Linked DNA regions of Sus scrofa: region 2 is linked to region 1. A link is a contact called in public HiChIP or PLAC-seq data. All regions are on one chromosome and are shown on one strand. The core of a region is the stretch at or near the end of the contact, and the rest is flanking DNA. Distances in the headings are between cores, read along the strand shown. Region 1 holds the start of CAMK2D (calcium/calmodulin dependent protein kinase II delta). Region 2 overlaps CAMK2D (calcium/calmodulin dependent protein kinase II delta).

Region 1 (3,782 bases), core at 413-2,912:
CTTTGAGAAAAACCTGCAAAGAGCAGAGCTGAAGAGGAGCAGCAAAAATCTGCTGCATATTTATTTTGGTAGGGGAAAAAAAATTAACCTGGCTCCAAGTAAGTAAATATGGCGATTGTTTTCATTAAAATATAATTCTTAGGAACATTTGTGTGCGGTTTAACAAATCCTGCTATGGTGATTTCTCTGTGCCCTGTTTTGGGTTGGGGGAGGGGAGAGATTTGAATTAAGCTGCTCTTCCGACATATTCTCCATGTTTTAACAGCAGACAACATAAATACATAAGGGTATGATCCTCATTACATTTAAAAGATAGTTAACGTCCTTTAATTCAACTGTATAAAACAACAACACACACATAAATGCTTTCTAAAGTAATGTTGGAAACTAGCGGTAAAGAAATTGGGTTTGATGCTACACAAATTAACGTTCACGGCTCAGCCCTTAGGTTCCTTTTGCACAGGTTCTCTCTCAGTAGGTCTTCTCGCCCCTTCCTTAACATCACCAAGTAGTTCTGCCAGTCAGGTGTTAGGAGGTCGCTTTATACAACGCTAGGCTACCCCTGGGAAGCTCTCTCCCGGTCTCCAGAAGGCTTTTCCGCTGCCTGTATAAATAAATCCTCCCAGAGAATGCGAAGAGGTACACGTACATCCTAGGAAGGATGATGAAGAACGAGTAATCTAGTAAAGAATAATAGTGGATATGGGACGGGGGTCGGGTTCCTTTGGGTAGCCCTTTTCCTGGACAGAACAACTACTGGATGCGAAACAGACTCTAAGCCAAGTTGAACTTTCGGCATCAATAAATATGGCACCGTCTGTGGTAGTGAGTTCTCATCCGTACGTGGGTCTTGCGGCCAACACGCCGGCGAACGAGGAGGCATCTCTATTTACAGAAAACATGATCTATGTTGCATTTTACATGGGTTCTTGTTTCCTCCATACACACACACACATCTCAGGATGACAGCTACAACTGCAGGGTCGTAAATCCACTAAGTCAAGAGGGTGGGGGAGTGGGGAAAGGTGGGCTAAAGATGATCGGAATGGGCCATAGCCGGGATAGAGGGTCTTTCCCCTTCTTTGCCCCCTCCCCTTACTAGGTCAACACCTTCCTCCAAGCTGACACACCAGGGGCCCTGCCCCCTCTCCTCTAGTCTCCCAAACTCCCTCGCCCCACGCGGGAGCCGGTGGGTAGGGGGTAACACGACCCGCCCTCTGCTGGAAAGGGGACTTGCGGGTGCCGGGTAAAGGCGCTTACTTTCCAAGCTCCTCGAAAAGCTGATACTCGTCCGTGAACCTGGTGCAGGTTGTAGTTGAAGCCATCCTCGGTCCGGGCTGTCCCCCTGGCTGGGAGTGCGGCGGACAAGACGCGAGCAGACGCGCGGCTTCCCCGGGACTAGCCCAGCAGCGCTGTCACCCAGGGCCGCCCTCACTTTCCCGTCCGAAAGTAGCTCGCCGGCGAGGGAGTGTGCGTAGGGGCGGGGCGGGAGGGGAGAGGACCAGAAAGGGTGGCGTGGGGTCTCCTCCCTACAGTCCGCCGATCTTCCTCCTCCCGGCCTCGCTTCCTTCTTCTCTGGACGCTCCGCCGCTCCCTTGCAAGCCCCTCTCCCCAAATGCAGGGGCCAAAGTACTCAAGAAGAGGGGCCGGGAAATAGAAAACAGCCGGGCATGGGGCGAGAGGCGAGCAGTTGCGAAACGATCCGCACCGGGGCAGGAGGGGTAGGGGCGGAGGGGAGGGAGCCCGAGGGGGCGGAGGCCGCGGAGCCTAGAGCGGACAGCTCGAGCCCAGCTGCAGCTGTCAGCAGGCTCGGGCGCGGGACGCGCCGGGGCCGGCCTCCTTCCCGCGGGCACCTCGGCAGCCTCGCGCTCCCCACGAGCCCGCACCGCACCGAGACTGCGCGGCGAAAGAAAGAGCGCTCGGCTCAGGCGAAGCTTCGCCTGCCCTCCCCAGGCCTCCGCCTCCTCTCCAGCGCCTCCTCCTGCCGCTCCCTCCGCCTGCCTGTACCCCTCCCTCGCGAAGCCCCCTCTTGGCTGGTCCCACACCTCCTTCTAGCGACTCTAACCCTGTCCCTTCTCTTTTCCTCTGTCTCTGGGTCTCACACACGCGCGCGCGCGCACCCGTCTAGGTAGAGACCAGGTGGGTGGAGGAGGATGTTCAGGGGAGAAGCCTGGAGAGGGTTTAGGTGAATGAGTCGAGACGTCAAAATCACATAATTAAACCCGCAGTTAGGTTCCTGCCTAAACGTGGGGCTGATTTCGCTGCAAGATGCGAGTTAATTCAAGGATTGCCGAGGGCTACCGCCGGGGGTCTCTCAGAAACACCCCTCCCCCAGCCCGACTGTGGGCGCGGGGCACCAAGGACTGCTCCGAACCGCAGTGCCCTAGGTGGAAGCGGAGGGGTGCAGGCATTTCATCTCTACGCGGCTTCTTGTTGACAGAGCGGGGGCCGGATGTGGGCAATCGACTGCTTCCAGAGAAGCCCCCCCCCCAATGGCTGTCGCTCCCACACCTCCCAATGACTGTCTGGCCCACCCCAGCACGAGCCACGCCGCCCGCTACCAGGCGCCCAGAGCGGGGTCCCTCCCTCCCCTACAGCCTCTTCAGCGAGGGGCGACGCCCGCCGCGCCACGTTTCACTTCTGATATGACTGCCACCTCACTCTCCACCGCCCCCGCCGTTTTCTATGCTGGGTTGCTCAGACTCTGGCAATTCCCGAAGGCCTTCGCCTCGGCCATAAACGTTAACAGAATGAAAGGAAAAACTCCGCCACTCGGCCACACCTTCCCTTCTGAGTAACTCCCCGGTAACCTCAGTAAGTTCTGATAGTAAGGCTGTTTCTCGCGAGATTTTCTGCTCTGGTGGTGGGGGCAGGGTGGTGGGAAGGTTGGGTGTCGGTCACGCGACCTGGTAGGGACTGATGTCACTTGCATCACGTGAGCGGGTCGAGTCCCTTTCGCTTTGGAAAAGGAAAAGGAGCGGTCGCGTGTGCTTTGCTTGCAAGCTCAGAGATCTGGTCGGATAGTGTCACTTGAATGTACTACGTAAATGGCTGTCTGGAAAACCACTTGACAGTTTAGCCCTACGTTCTGTTCATTAGCATATATATTTGTTTACAGTAAATACGAGAAAAAATTTTCCCTTACATTTAAAATAGATGAATTGCTGATTGCTAAAACTACCCCTGGGCCTTCCTTCCAGCCTTGTGTCTTTAAGAAACTATGCATTTGCAAATTTAGAGGCAGACCAAAACCTAAAAAGTTGTGCAGCCTTTTCGAAAGCACTGCCTTTTGTTTTACAGCACGGGGACTCTAAAAACCTTGCAATTCTATTGGTAATTTGTTCATTGTTAGCATTACGTCAGGGACTCAAAATTTCACAGGTGGAAGATGAAAGATACCTAGGAATACAGAGAATCTAAGATTTAAAGAGATACTGCTTGCTCCCAAAGGCTGCTATTAGTGAACTTGTCCACCGGTCACACGTAATCCTAATTAGTGCCCTTATTTCCTGGCCCGGAAATGTTATTCTGCCAATAAATGAGCTTTTACAAAAGTTCTAAAAATGTTTACAATTTTTAATGCTTATAACAAAATTGGGCTTGTACATATTTTGATTCCTAACTGTAAAAAATAAATACTGTGTAAAATGGGATATTAGAAAATATGATGCCGGGAGTTCCCGTCGTGGCGCGCATCGGGAAATGAATCCGACTAGGAACCATGAGGTTGCAGGTTTGATCCCTGTCCTCGGCCTCCCTCAGTGGGTTAAGGATCCCGAGTT
Region 2 (3,782 bases), core at 519-3,018, 74 kb before region 1:
GTTTGTCTTGTGGTTAAACAAGGAGATCTTCAGTTTCTAAAGGTTTTTATCTGGCATATATTTTATAAGAAATAAGAAACTTAAGCATTCCTTAGACACCTGCCCACCAGCTGAAAATGGGTAGCTTCTGACTGTTCTTGTCCATAATATATAAAAGCAGCCAAATACAAATGAGATATTTTTATTTTCCTTTTACTCTTAACATGTAATATTAAATCATCAGGCACTCTGCTTGTTTCCTATGTCCCTTCTTGGTTCAATCATCACAGAGAATCTCACAGAAACGTAATTTTCAGACAATTCTTTTTTACAAAATAATATACAAATTAAAACTTCTAAAGACCTATGACAGAATAATATGCACATTTATAAACTGAAACACATACACACACAAAAAAAATTTCAATTAAATAGACATTCACACCTTATCAAATAAAATAATCACTAGGTAGATTAGGCTCGGCAAAGGAAAAGAAACTGCCTTAATTACTGAATGATGATTGATCAGTTGCTAACAAGCCTTCCAGAAGATTCAGCACTCTGTTAGCCATCAAAGCTGTATTTATTGCATACAGGTCCAAAAACTCTTGCCATGCAAAAGCAGCATGAGCCAAACTAAGTGGATTTCTCCTTTACATTATGTATCTGCCAATCTGTGCCCTTCATGAGGAGGTCAGTTTGTTCCCAGAATTTCATCCCCAAAACAATCTTATTCAAAAGAGCTTAGATGCCCTGTAGGAAGGAAGGCGGCCCTCTCCTTTCTAATGATGCCCAGTCTTTAAATATGTGAAAATAAAACATCCTTCCATCATTTTCCAGTTAAATGATATGGTTTCTGTTACATGTACTTGACATTAAAAATAGCATAGTAAACCATCCATTTACACAATTAGTGTCTCCATGTAGATTTTCTAAAATTCATGTCTCTAGAGGGACCTCTATGCTGATTTCTAAACATCTCCAGCTGCTAGGGGTCCATCTTCACAGGGCTGTCTGTCCTACAAGATGCTTGGGAAGCATCCTTCACAGACCAGAACTCACCCTCCTTGGTACCTGCTGCCCAAACTTGCTCCGTCCCCTTTTGTTCCTTGCTTTCCTTCATCCATGTATTCAGTCAGACAACTGTCAACTTTCTGACCTTGAAATGTCAAATCCATCCCCAGTCCATCTAATCTTTGCCTTCCAACTTCCTCTGCCTGAAGACATACCATCATCACTTCTTGTGTGGACTGATTGATAACCCTGTTTTTCAGTGCCTTTTTGATCCCATAACAAAAGTGACCATGGAAGAAAAAAGAGCAAAAACAGGTTAACATACAAAGAGAGGGATGAATACTTTTGGAAAAATAGTTAAAAAGATAAATAAAAACAAAAGAGAACAGGAAGAGAGGGGAGAAGATGGCAGACGATTTCTCAATCCCGACAACCTCTCCTGTCCTCCTTCAGCCCGACCCTGAACTAGAACAAAGCTGTTTGATGCTGAATTTCCTACATTCTGAGTTCTTTTCTTAAAACGCACAAGTATACAAACATATGTTAATGAGAGGACTTTAAATACATCCACATAAGTTTACATGTATATATAACTGGGCCTGTTCTCATTTCAATTTTTACCAAGTACCAGTTGCCCCTTCAACGAGGTGGCTTTGAATCCACTTATATGTGGATTTTCTTCAACAGGAAAGTCTAAAGTATCACACAATGCACAGTGGGTTGGGTCCATGAATGCAGAAGCATGGACAGCAGGAAGTGCAAATACTGAGAGCCAACCGCAAGTCGTACTGGGATTTTTCCATTCCATTTCCTGTGTACACAGGGTTACCGCCCTAACCCCTACGTTGTTCAAAGGTCAAATGTATTTCAAAACATAAATGTAAACAGTTTTGAAAAACAAGCTGAACCATCAATATTAGATACTCTTCCATGGTGGTGTGATGAATGCAGAGGTACCCCTCTTCAGAACGTAGGCCCTCATTCCTTAGCAGCTGGAATTGCTGCAGGTGGCTAGCTATCAGCTGAATCCTTCTCCAGGAACTGTGAGCTTCATCTATTGATGCAGCTCTATGCACAGGCATAAAGACTCAACCTTCTTGGCTACAGTTGGGACAGTTTTAAAGGGCCAACCCCACTGTAGAGCCTATGCAAGACACACTGAGGCCTTCCTTGGGATGTAATGCAATTCCAATTTTTAGCTCTGCCCACTCCTCCATATTTACTCCCTCAGAGATGTTGATTCAACATGACTAGATAAACTCCCCAATAACTTTCCTTCATGCAAATCTCCACCTCTGAGTCCGTTTCATGGGGAACCTAACCTAAGATTCAGGGCCTCTGGTTCCTACACAAACCAATCACTCCCAGTATTCTCATTTCAATCTACTCCCTCTTGAGCCCATTTTACTCTAGACACACTACTGGCCTTTCTTTACCTCCATCTGTCTTTCTTACTCTTGTCTCAGTGGATTTTTTCTTTTTTTCCTCTGGCTTAAATATTCTTCCCTTGGCTTTTTCTATGAGTAGCTCCATGTCATCATTCAGGCTCAAAGTTTCTACATACTTCTTACTACTCCTTCTCAAGCAGCTTGACTATCATCCTCAAAGTTTCTACATACGTCTTACTACTCCTTCTCAAGCAGCTTGACTATCATCCTGATATTCTGACTCACAAGGCCTTCTTTATTTCCTTCATAGCACTTAACACGATCTGAAATTATGTTTATTACTTGCTTAAAAGAAATTTGTTCCCATCACCATTTTTCCACTCTCATTAAAATGTTAACTCCTTGAAGGCAAGGACTTGTATGTTCACTACCGTTTTCTCCAAAATCTAGAAAAGTGCCAAGCACATAATGGGTGCTCAATAAACATTTGTTGAAAGAATGGCAAAGCTACTAAGTAAGTATTAGCCTCCACTTAAGTTTGAATCCCATCAATGCTGAGGTGGAGGAAGGGTTGACACAGGAGGACATCCACATAAAGATGACAAAAATAAAGCCAGATCAATAATAAGATAAACGTAGTTAAACCAAAGAAAAAACACAGCCTTGCAAGGTTCAAAATGTGGGGACCAAAGAAAGCAACAGAATATCCTGGTACAATTTAGCATGGTCTCACCTCCAAGGCAACCCCACTCTAATTCCTGAATTCATACTGGTGATTGTGTTGATAAAATGCTGAGAGGAGAACAAAAGTTCTATAACCCCTGCCACCCTGGCCAATAGAGCATCTCATCTAAATTCCTCTAGCATCCAACAAAGAATCTATACTGGAAGATTCCAAGATGATGAGGAGGTGATGTGTGAAATAAAAAAGTCTCCAGCTGTGGGAATGAAGGTACTTCTGGGCAGATCTGTACCCAGGCTAATATTGGTCATTACATAACCCTCCAAAGAATTATTACCTTGGAGAAACTAAGGCAACAAAATAATCATAAATGTTATTATATTATGTTTATTTAATAAAGTTAATTTTTTTCAAAATATCTGTTGAATGATCTCCACATGATTAGGCATTTCCCACCAACTGTCTTATCCTTTTGCCATGTATGACGATGTTTAGACCTCTTCCCCACTTTAAATTATCTAATGTTTTCTCTCAAATGTTGAATAATTTCCAGATCAATCCTAGGCAGGCTTTAATTTCAAGTTATTTATTCAACACATACTCATTGATTTCATTGTGTACTATGTACTGTGCTAAGCAACTGTAAGATTGAAATTCAAGAATTGTATATAAGTTTCCTTATGGTCTTAGGCCAGTTTTTCTCTCTGAATACTTCTCTA

Evidence for each region. HiChIP or PLAC-seq counts read pairs in DNA pulled down with a chosen protein or histone mark.
Region 2: an H3K27ac HiChIP or PLAC-seq map of alveolar macrophages shows a contact between it and region 1. The contact joins the enhancer-like site here to the promoter of CAMK2D in region 1. A contact is called at or near these places in 2 of 5 promoter capture datasets (fetal liver and liver), 3 of 47 Hi-C or Micro-C datasets (brain, heart right ventricle and skeletal muscle) and 2 of 2 datasets of contacts at active chromatin or transcription factors (alveolar macrophages and skeletal muscle).

The regions. Positions count from the first base shown.
Region 1 is chr8:108,913,899-108,917,680 of Sscrofa11.1, reverse strand. CAMK2D (calcium/calmodulin dependent protein kinase II delta) reads right to left here and starts at 1,662. Exons shown (of 20, transcript NM_214381.1): 1 at 1,261-1,662. The coding sequence starts at 1,325.
Region 2 is chr8:108,987,802-108,991,583 of Sscrofa11.1, reverse strand. All of the region lies in intron 2 of CAMK2D (calcium/calmodulin dependent protein kinase II delta), which reads right to left. Among named protein-coding and RNA genes, the nearest start is that of CAMK2D, 74 kb to the right of the region's middle. Within about 2 kb of position 1,768, at least 4 of the 83 cell types and tissues checked have an H3K27ac peak or open chromatin away from gene starts, as enhancers often do. A contact at or near this core is called in alveolar macrophages, where this site is marked.